Regions from separate parts of the Zea mays genome. Here region 1 is linked to region 2. A link is a contact called in public Hi-C data. All regions are on one chromosome and are shown on one strand. The core of a region is the stretch at or near the end of the contact, and the rest is flanking DNA. Distances in the headings are between cores, read along the strand shown.

The links. Hi-C and Micro-C count contacts between places; a contact is called where the count stands out from the background.
Region 1: a Hi-C map of ear shows a contact between it and region 2, with 6 times the contacts expected there. The contact joins the promoter of LOC103630717 here to the promoter of LOC100278444 in region 2. A contact is called at or near these places in 4 of 25 Hi-C or Micro-C datasets (ear, leaf, root tip and 1 more) and 1 of 3 datasets of contacts at active chromatin or transcription factors (seedling).

The regions. Positions count from the first base shown.
Region 1 is chr6:175,315,745-175,321,155 of Zm-B73-REFERENCE-NAM-5.0, forward strand. It overlaps LOC103630717 (MACPF domain-containing protein NSL1), which reads right to left and starts at 3,295. Exons shown (of 5, transcript XM_008651765.4): 1 at 2,187-3,295; 2 at 1,814-2,087; 3 at 1,527-1,710; 4 at 1,244-1,410; 5 at 184-1,142. The coding sequence starts at 2,728. The coding sequence ends at 438. LOC100278856 reads left to right here. Exons shown (of 17, transcript NM_001151995.3): 17 at 1-96.
Region 2 is chr6:175,023,308-175,028,203 of Zm-B73-REFERENCE-NAM-5.0, forward strand. It overlaps LOC100278444, which reads left to right and starts at 2,034. Exons shown (of 18, transcript NM_001352621.1): 1 at 2,034-2,393; 2 at 2,483-2,663; 3 at 2,765-2,968; 4 at 3,064-3,241; 5 at 3,325-3,524; 6 at 4,040-4,305; 7 at 4,390-4,488; 8 at 4,566-4,599; 9 at 4,723-4,752. The coding sequence starts at 2,185. LOC100274387 (S-adenosyl-L-methionine-dependent methyltransferase superfamily protein) reads right to left here and starts at 1,860. Exons shown (of 3, transcript NM_001148747.1): 1 at 1,265-1,860; 2 at 1,023-1,136; 3 at 528-941. The coding sequence starts at 1,793. The coding sequence ends at 793. It overlaps LOC100273076, which reads left to right. Exons shown (of 7, transcript NM_001352619.1): 7 at 1-307. The coding sequence ends at 88.

The sequences.
Region 1 (5,411 bases), core at 2,045-4,544, 290 kb after region 2:
ATATATGATGTACCTGGACGATGGGGAGGACAATGTGTAGTTGAATTCACTGAGACTGGCACAATACCTAAACTTACAAAGCAAAGATGTTGTTTCTTCTATTTTGCTTTGTGGATGTCTTATGCAGCCCCTACCTGCGAAAGAAAATCATCTGTTGCAGGACCGTGCCAAATTTTGATGAAATTGCAGATGCAGCCGGCACTAATTTTTCATGTATTGAATGCTCAATCGAATCAGGTAATTTCTCAGTATTATATCTAAACCTAAACTGTTCCTAGATTTGCAAGAACTGAGTGAACAAACCAAAAAAACATCAGCCTCTGGGCACACTGTATTCTGTACAACGTAGTTGCCCACAACTGAACTTTACACCGCCGCAACACAACACAGACAGAGAGAGTTGAGGCGTCGACGACGGCAATGGAGGCCTCAAAGCGTCAGTGTCCTTCAGGGTCCTCTTGCACTGCGATGAGCAACGAGTACTTGACCTTGAGCGCAACCTTGCCGCCTTCCATGCAGAGCTTGGCGCCGGTGACGACCCAGTAGCCCGGCAGGTCGTCGGGGCCCCTGCTCACCTCGGTGGTGTCGATGTGCCTGGCCATCTTCTGAACCGGGAGCGGCACCGGCGGGCCCTTGGGGAATATGGCGGAGTTGACCTCCACCTTCTCCTCCACCGCCGGCGGCGCCGGCGCCAGGCCACCGGACAGCGCGGCGCTGAGGCGCGCCGACAGCGACCCGGACCTGCGCGGCGCGACCAGGGCCCCGCCCCACTCGGAGCGGCGGATCTTCATGTCCGCGACGCCGGAGAAGCCGAGGCGCAGGAAGAGCACCTTCTTGAGGCAGCAGGCGTCCCGCACCTCGAGCCAGGCGCTGGTGACGATGGCGGCGCAGTCGTCGATAAGCGCGCCGTTGTACTGCACGGGCGCCGTGCAGATGTGCGAGAGCAGCGGCGACCGGACGGGCTCGATGTAGGCGCGCTCGTTCACGGCGGCCGCGTCGTCCGCCGAGGACGCGGCCTCGCCGAGCACCGTGATCGCGCCGGGCGTCGCCGACAGGTGCTGCAGGTGGACGCCCAGCTGGTCGCTCTTCTTGCCTTCCAGGAACAGCCGGATGCCGGTCACCGGGCGGAGGCAGGAGTCGACCTGTACGGGAGAAGAGAGCACCGATGGATTAAAAGAAGTCCCGAACTGGGAATGCGAATGCCGTCGTGTTGTGTTCGATGGCCGGCTAGCGGGTGACTTACCTTGGCAGTGTTGACGTGAAGTTTAGGGCCCATGAGGGTGAACTGGAGAGACGGCAGGATGTTCTTCCGCCTCTGGAGGGAGAGCGGGAGCTGACCGAACTCTGGAGCCCAGAGCCGAGGCACCTGGAACTCGAGAAACTGCTGCAGCTCCTCTATGGCCGGCTTGTCTGCCTCCACGTTACGAGCAGGAAAACCGGATGAGCAACCGACGATTAGATAGCACATCCAACACAACACAATCACACACCAGACGACTCCACCAGACCAGACTAACAGTACATACATCTGAGGTAGAGGTTCACCGCGTGGTTGAGGAAGCCGCTGCCCCGGACGCCGGTGAGCAGGCTCGTTATGGGCACGAACGACATGGAGATGACGTCCGGGAAGCCGGTGATGGTGGAGAGCCACTTGCCGTGGCCCTGGCCGCTGTCGACGCCGCCTCTCCTGACGTGAATGCACACCATGTCCTGCGAGGATCCCACCACGTTCTAAGGGCGTTCGTTATTCACATTTTCTTGGTGACGAGCAGTGCAGTAGAATGCAAAACCGCAACAGTACGTGCTTGCTTACATCCTTGTGAGACACGACGGGTGATCTGAAGGACTGCCAGGCGGCCGATCCGGGCCCAACGTTTAGCCCCTGCGACAACCTGCCGCCTCCCGCGGTGGAAGAATTGGAACTTGCTGTGGAATCCTCCGAGAACCTGTCGTCGGCGAGCTCCTTGAGCCGGGCCTGCACGTCGCTCTGCGTGAGGCTGGAGCCCTTGAGCTGCTTCACGCACACCACGTCCTTGCCTCCCATCTTCACCCCGACGATGACGTGAGTCCCGTACTTGTCGATGAACCTGCAGGGAGGGAGCTAGCAGCAGCAGCACCATCATGAGCTTTCGAGACCCATCACCAGTCACCGCTGCTGCTGGGACGGTGGACTCGACAGTACGTACTCGGCGAGCGCGGCGGGGTCCCAGACGGGCGGGAGGTCCCGCCTGACGTGGTCCCTGAGGGCGAGGCTGGCGCGCACGGCCTCGACGCTGTAGAGCTCGACGAGGCGGGCGTCGAAGCAGAGGCTGCGCGTGGCGGCGGCGTCGCGGTGCCAGCACCCGCGGTAGTCGAACATGGCGTTGAAGGCGCCCGAGGGGATCTTGCTGGCGGGCAGCGACAGCGACCGGTTCACCTCCTCCGCCATCTGCGCGAAGGGGAGCACGTCGGAGCGGAACCGCGCGCGCTCGCCCTTGCCGGCGACGACCCCGGCCGGCACGCCCGCCACGGCGGCCCCGCCGGGGAACGCCAGCTCCCGCGGCGACGGGGACGCGGACTGGGACGTCCCCGGGCCCTTCCCGGCGCCGTCGAGGTCCACCAGCCGGCCACCAGGCTTGGCGCGGCCCAGGCGGAGGTCCCCCGTCAGGTCGTAGCCGCACCCGACCGCGCCCACCGCCGCCTCCGCCGCGTCCTGCGCGGTCATGCGCGCGCCCGAGGAGCCCCGCATCGTCGTCCGGTGGTCCCAGCCCTTACTTCTGCACCGTGCGTGCGGTCGTGCGGATTATAACGGACAGAGCCGCGAGGGGAAGGCCGGCCTGAACTGCTGTACGTGCCGCCAACGGCACGGTACTATTCCGTCGGCCTGCCGTGCGGCGTGGCGTGGCGTGGACTGCGCAGCGCAGCCCGTCGCAGCGTTCTGGTCGCCCTGGTCCGGTAGTGTGTGCGAGTGTGTGGCGTCGGGGGTGGGGCTGCGTGCGGGGGCTGCAGGCGCGGGGACAGCGACGGCGCGGCCCGGGCGAGGTCAAGGTCGTGGGGTGGCGGGGAACCATCGGGTATGGTGGGCCGGGGGGACACGTTAGTGGAGTGACGTGCGGGCGGCGGGTTGACGAGGTCTGGGGGCGGAGTCGCTGTCGCGGGGGCGGGGCAGCCGGAGGCCGGAGCTTGGGGGGGCTACGGGCAGTCGGGCACGGGGATTTGTAGGAGACCGCGGGCGGGCTGGGGTCAGGACGTAGGATACGATCATACGAAGGAAGCAGTCCTGCGGCGGGAGTCTTGCTGCTTCGTCGTCTCATTTTTGCTTGTTCTATATGTGCAAGCTGCAGCTAGTGGTTGCTTGTCTCGTGTGGTATATTTGTTGAGACAATGTTCTGGTCTTCTATTTGGAGAAGAAACAAACAAAGAAAGAAAGCCTAATGATTTTTTAGGAGTCAGGTTTCCAAAACCGTCGCGCATAGGGACGACCGGACGAGGCTGCTGCCTGCTGGTGTGTCACTTTCCCCAGCCATCTTCCATGGCAGTGAACTAAAATTTTGGTCTTTCTGTGTTGCCTGGCCTTGGAAACTTCCATGGTCTGCAACCGGCCGTGTGTCCGTGTCGACACTGATGAATTTCTCGTCTCAGTTCACTTAGATCTGACCAGAGACCTTTCTCACGCGTACGACGAAGGTTCGTGGAGGGTCAGCAGTACGCGGCACACTCCGCTACGAGCCTACGACACTGGTCTCTGGCGTGGCGCCGTCCAACGACGAACCAACAAAATCTTCAGTCAGATCACTATGTATGTTGACGATTTATTTAAAAGTCACAAACATAATTTTGCGTCCTATCCAACCCATGTATGTTGACGATTTAAATATCATTACCTAAAGAGGCGAAGTTCGAGTCGAAATTTGGATCTCACTAAATTTTGCTTACAACTTGCGCACCTTCCGACTAGAACTTTAGTGTGCCTATAGCTATACCGAGAAAGTATTAGCAAAATTCAATATGAACAAATCATATCCCTCCAAAAAAAACCTATAGTTATTTGATCTTTAGAAATGAAAACAGACCAATTCAGACCACATGATGCCCATATACTAGTGTCGTCCATGTACCTTGTAAATCACATCAGACCATGATGTTGCATTTGCAGTGAGCTTTCTAGCTCGACAAAATACTTCGCCCACCAAATGTCATTGGATAGGAATCAAACATATATCCTCATATATGTGAGTGTGAATGTGAATGGTATAAAGAGATCTTGGACTATATAGGCACAAATTCTGATGTGGTTGGATACATAAACGCCAAATATTTATCCGATCCCCCGTAATGGCAAATCATAAACGAGCTTACAATGTGGAATAACCATTTTGTGAATGTGTTTGACTTAGCGATGATTAGCCACGTGCAACGGTTTTGTGGTATTGGTGTTATGGACTCACCAATATTGTATATGAAGATAATGTGGCTCGAGTCACAAAGATGCAAACGAGTTATATAAAACACAATATTAATAAACATATTTCTCTTAAATTGTTTTATCCTCATGAATTACAATATGAGAATAAATAAATATCTTGCAAACCAAATCAAGTTCTAATCTCGACAATTTGTTCACTAAGTCCCTATCAATTTTCTCATTTGAGAAATGTGCTAAAGGAATTGGTATGGGACGACTTAGAAATCTGTAAGATTCAGAAGAAAAAATTCTCCTAAATATTCGCTAGGGTCAAGTCCATCTCTTCCCGCACAACCTCACTTAGAGGTACAACTGATTGGGACCCTTCATCTGCATGCTCTCGAGCCCAAGCTATGGTTTCTTCAGGTCCAACATGTTGAGGTTGTACCTTATCCTATAGAGCCACGATGTAGGGCTCCACCTCGGTGTCAGCCCTGAGCACCATGCCAGCTACCTAAACGACACCATGAATGGTACGACATATACCTCAGGGCCCTCACAATGAGGAAAAAGGCCACCAGCCATAGTTTCATGTTTCGATGCCCCCCTACAACGCATGCATTTGCCAACGAGCCCATCCAATCAGGCCCAGGTGCATGGATCTCACTTCGGTACTTTGCCATGCGGACTAGCCACAAAAAGTTTGCCCCAAATTCTGGAGAAATATGATGGGATGATCAATCCACCGAGTTTCTCTAGATCTATGCTACTGCCATCCTCTCTAGTGGGGGCGTCGAAGAAGTGATGGCAAATGACTTCCATGTGGCTTTGTATAACGTCTAGTTATCAATTTCAACAAGACGATAATTAACCGACAGAGACATTTAGTTAAAATCCAAAGAACAAAGAACAATTGATTAAGAAAGATGAAAAAAAATAAATTGAACACAATCATGTCACTTGTTTCCTCTCTCTCTCATCCACCTCCGTTATTTCATGCACGTGCTCATTCTGTCTCCCTTTTCAT
Region 2 (4,896 bases), core at 784-3,283:
TGATGCTCAGTTTCCAGACTCTCATCAGCTTTTGGACGACTTCGCCGAGTCCCTCAGGCTCATCCGTCAGGCAGCTTCAACAAGATGACAGACACAAATAAGAGCATTTTTTTCCGGTAGAATGTAGACTGTTGGCGAGAACTCGCATAGAAATGCTGGACAATAACTTATCAGGAAATTGATGGCCAGGTTACCTGACTGGGGACTCCATAAACTTTCAAGAAATCATTAGAGGCAAATTGTAAAGTGTAAAGACTAGTATGTAATATCAAGAATTGCCAGTCTGACGGATACGCAAAATTCACTCAAATGGGTTTCATAAACTACACGCAGCTAATATTATCAGGAATAGAGCTCATAGAGCCACAGTTACTAGTTGTATACTTGCATATTTCACTACTGTTTAAGCATAAACCAAATAAAATGAATACAATTCGTTATTGAGCTTTCTGTACTGTCATAAGTTTCTGGACTTCTCTTTAAATTCATTTCAAAACTATCTTTGTACTACCACTGTGCACATCCTTGTCCAAACTCACATATCAGCTTTTAGGTGTTGCCACCACTGAGATCATTTGCAGTTTCAGACATCGGTTATCTAAAATCCTTTCTTTCACTCTTGTACAAACTTTCAGAATAGGTTGCAAGCAAACCATACAATGAGCTATCAAACTTCCATGGCTTAAGCCGGCGCTAAAACCTTGGCTATCGCAACAACATAATTGGAATTGGAAAAAGGGAAAACCCAGATGCCTCCTATCCTTGTTCTACACCAAGGCGAGGAACAGACGACTACTCTGCGCTAGGTTTCTCTGGTTTCTTGACCAAGATAAACAAGGCTACACGGTTGCTGCGGAATTCAGGGTGCCATTGGTCCTGCTCGATGCACGCAATTAGGAAGTCCTCCATGGCTGCCTCCAAGAAGCACTCCAGCACAGCATCTATACAATCATATGCAAAACATTTATATGGCGTCTGGTCAGTCCAAAAGGAAACAGAGGACGCAAAAAGAGAAGCCTTACCGTTGCGAAGCTCCCCAGCTAGAAGTATAGTAGTGTGCTTCCCTGAGAGTTGGTTGAGAGTGATCAGAAGATCGTCCACAGCTTCCTCGTTGTATATGACGTCGGAGCCAAGCACTGAAAGAATTGAAGGATCATGACATCAATCGTATTCTATGAAGATGAATCAGAAGCAGACAGGAGTTGAATGTCCATGCAAGAAACACAGAAGGAGAAGAAGAAAAAAAAGACAAACGCGAGCAGACCGAAATCGGGCAGTGGCTCCTCGAGCAATTCATGGTGAGGATTGTCGCCCCACACAAGCTCCGTGACCCGAGCGGAGCCCGGGACGTGGGGGTCGTCGACATTGAGGGCGACGTTCTTCCTAAGCAGCTTGAGCCGGTCGGCGAGGTCGGTGAGGACCACATGGGCGCCCAGCAGGGCGGCGACGCACCCCACCAAGCCGCACCCGGACCCGAGGTCCACCGCGCGCGCGCCGCGGAGGAGCAGCCGCTGGGAGTCGACGGAGTGCTCGAGGAACTTGGCGAGCACGACGCCGCTGTCCCAGACGACCGCCCCCGTGACCCCCGGGGTGGCCATGGAGGAGGGGGACTGCAGCAGGGACAGGCGCCGCCCGCAGGCGTCGAGCTCGAAGGCGTGCGCCGCCTGGCGGACCAGCGCGTTGTTGCGGTGCGACTCGGGCTGCCCCAGGCCCCACAGCAGCATCGTCTCCCCGGCCGCGCTCTCCACCGGTCGCAGCGCGCCGCCGTACGCGCCCATCCCACTGCCCATCATCCTTGTTCCTTGACTCGGCGGCGGCGGCGGCGCTCTGCCCTCTGTGTCTGGAGAAACGTGAGTGTTGGGCCGATATGGGCCGGCCGTTAGTTTGTCCAAGGCCCAGCGGTAATGGCTCCTCCTCCGTCCTTGTCCTTGTGCGAACGCAATGCCATCCTGCTCCTCCGCGCCCCACTCGATTGGGAGTTTGGGACGCAATTCAAAAGGGGACGAGGGCAGGTCAGGCGCTCGGCGCTCCTCACGAGCAACGGCTACCACACGAAACAATTTCCTCTTCCTCCTCAGCGGCACCGTCTCGTCGTCACCTCCCTCCTCTTCCCTTCCCGCGGCCCCCGACGCCCTCCGTCCCTCGTCGTCATCCAGTCATCCCCTACACCCGATAAAAGGTACGATGGAAGAAGCAGCCTGCACCGCTGCTCCGAGCCTCCCTTATCACTCTCCGTGGATCAGGACCGCTCCCGTCAGAGTAGTGGCGAAGATTTGCCCGGGCGGAGACCCCACTGGATCCATGCAGGTCTCCGCCCGTGTTCCCGATCCGGCTAACTCCTCCTCCGCTTCCGTCTCATTCGTCCCCATAATCAAGGAGTCTGCTCTTTCTAAGTGAGTCTGGTTGCTTTTCCTCTAGCTTATTTAAGATCCGGCCGATCTCATCAACTAATCTGACTTATTTTGGCTTTGGGTTGCTGAAGTATGACCCACCGCAAACATCGCGAGCACAAACTCGATTGGTGCTATCTCAACGACGATTCGTACACAGACATTTTTCACAACGAGGTTAAACAGCTTGTGGATAAAATCTTCTCCTCTGATGGCCACAACCACGCATGTGTAGTCACTTGCGGTTCCACTAGCAAAACCCACCTTGTTATAGTATGTTTCTTTCATTTATTTATATTCATGCTAATTGTAAGAATTGCATATCTTAACTGCATGTCTTCAATCAAGCTCACTCAATTAAATTTCCAATTCAGGGGTCCGATCATCAACCGGGCTTGCTCACTATGGCCATGGAGCGAATATTTGACTATGCCAAACCTATTAGGGCAACTGTCAGTGTTTCCTCTTATCATGTGCTTCAAGACAGCCATGTCTTTGATCTTTTGGATCCTAAGAACAACGAGGTCCTTGTGCGAGAGGATGCTGATGGAAGGACTCATCTGAAGGGCCTCTCTATGGTATCCTATTTTCTTACACTTTTTTTTTTCTGAATTCATGTTCTTGTCTTTTCATTTTCTCAATCACACAAACTGAAATTAATCAATTAACGCAGGTTGAAATCAATTCAATTCAGGAGTTTCAGAATTTGTGTTATGATAGTGACAAACACCAAAATCGCACCAAAGTTTCCAAAGCTAAAGGACACAATGGTTTTATTATTTTTATTTCTAAATCTGATCAGAATGGCAAAGAATCCTCTGTATCAAAAATGCATTTTCTTGAGTTGGCAGGTATGTACTTTGCATACGTGAACTGCAATTTTATATTCTACATTATATGACTAAATAAAATTTTATTCTTTAATTTTTATTAGACCATATCAATGATAAGCAAAAGAGCCATGGTGAAAGATTTGTTCAACAAAATTCCAAGAAGTCCTTATATGCCGTGATGGATGTTGTGCAAGCTCTAAACAGCCACCAGAGCTTCATACCCTATAGAAAAAGCAAAATAACCCATATTTTGCAAGACTCTTTATCCAAGACAGGTGGTGCTTTATTAATAGCATGTTTGGTAAGGATAGTTGGTCTTAATATTTTGTATTATGTATTTCTTTTTGGTGATTTTTAAGATAAATATTAAGAAAAATAAATGACTTCACATATCATAGATTAAATGTTTACATTATTTTATGTTTATTGTTATTTTTTGTCGGTTTTGATAAAAGAATCTCTATAAAGTTGAAGGTGGTTTTAACAATGTTGCTCAACAACATATTTCTTAAAATAAAACATATAAGTATATTCTGTATTGCCTTTTGTTAAAACTCAAAAGATAGTATATCCATGTAGCTGCTAAAAAAGAATGTATACAGATACATTTTTTGTTGTCGCTATTCTATATCTTCTTTGTTGTTTTTGTTTGACAGAATACACATTTCTAAAGTTAGGTTGCATTATTTGTTATAACATTCTATATTTTACCTTACCATACTATTGGAATTGATGCATTGTTATTGCTACTATGCCAATCTAATGCTATGCATTCTTGTTACTATGCCGATCTAATGCTATGCATTCTTAGTGTAGGATGAAGTCTCATGCCAAGATGCAATCTCTACTCTAAGCTTGGCTTCACGCTCAAGCCAAGTGGTCAATGAACAACGGTACAACTTATCCTTAATCACAAAAGGTTGTTCAAAGTCAAATGTAAAGCTTTCAGTGAACAATAAGAATTTGTCAAGATCGTTATTGTCTTCTATCCAACAACAAAGTCCCGTGCTGGAGAAGCCATACAAAACCCAAGTTAATAACATTGCAGTAAAAGCAACAAGATCTCTCAATGCCAATAAGAGGTCGAATTCTGATTTTGGAATTACTACATTTGGTACTAGCATTCTATCAACATTTAAAATAATAATCATTTTGGTGTTATTCAGATCTGAAACAAGCACACATTCAGCAAAAAAGACTGTAAACTTAGTCTCTGCTTCGATTAATTTGAAACACTCTGGTGCTAAGTCTATTCTAAGGGAAAGGTAACACACTATTAATTAAGTAATGGTTATTTTAATGCTTTTCACAGTACCACTAAAATTGACATTTTATTGACCAGGAACTTCTTTATTCCAACTACTAATTCATCAAAGGTACATAATAGACTAGTTTTATCTAGTATTTTCACATAGTATATTACAATATGTGAAATTGACACTAAAGTTGTCATCCTTATATTACTAACTAATCTAAGTTGCAATTTATGAATTATGTAGGAAGATAAGAAAACTTTTGTGACAACTGCGGTAAGGAAACATGAGGTTTGTATACTTAGCATCTTATATCTACACTTGCCATTGACCATTAGTGAACATATTTATATTAGAGTTTTCTATATCATTTCATAGGCGGTAGATACATCAATTTGCATGGAAATTTGAGCCCTCCCA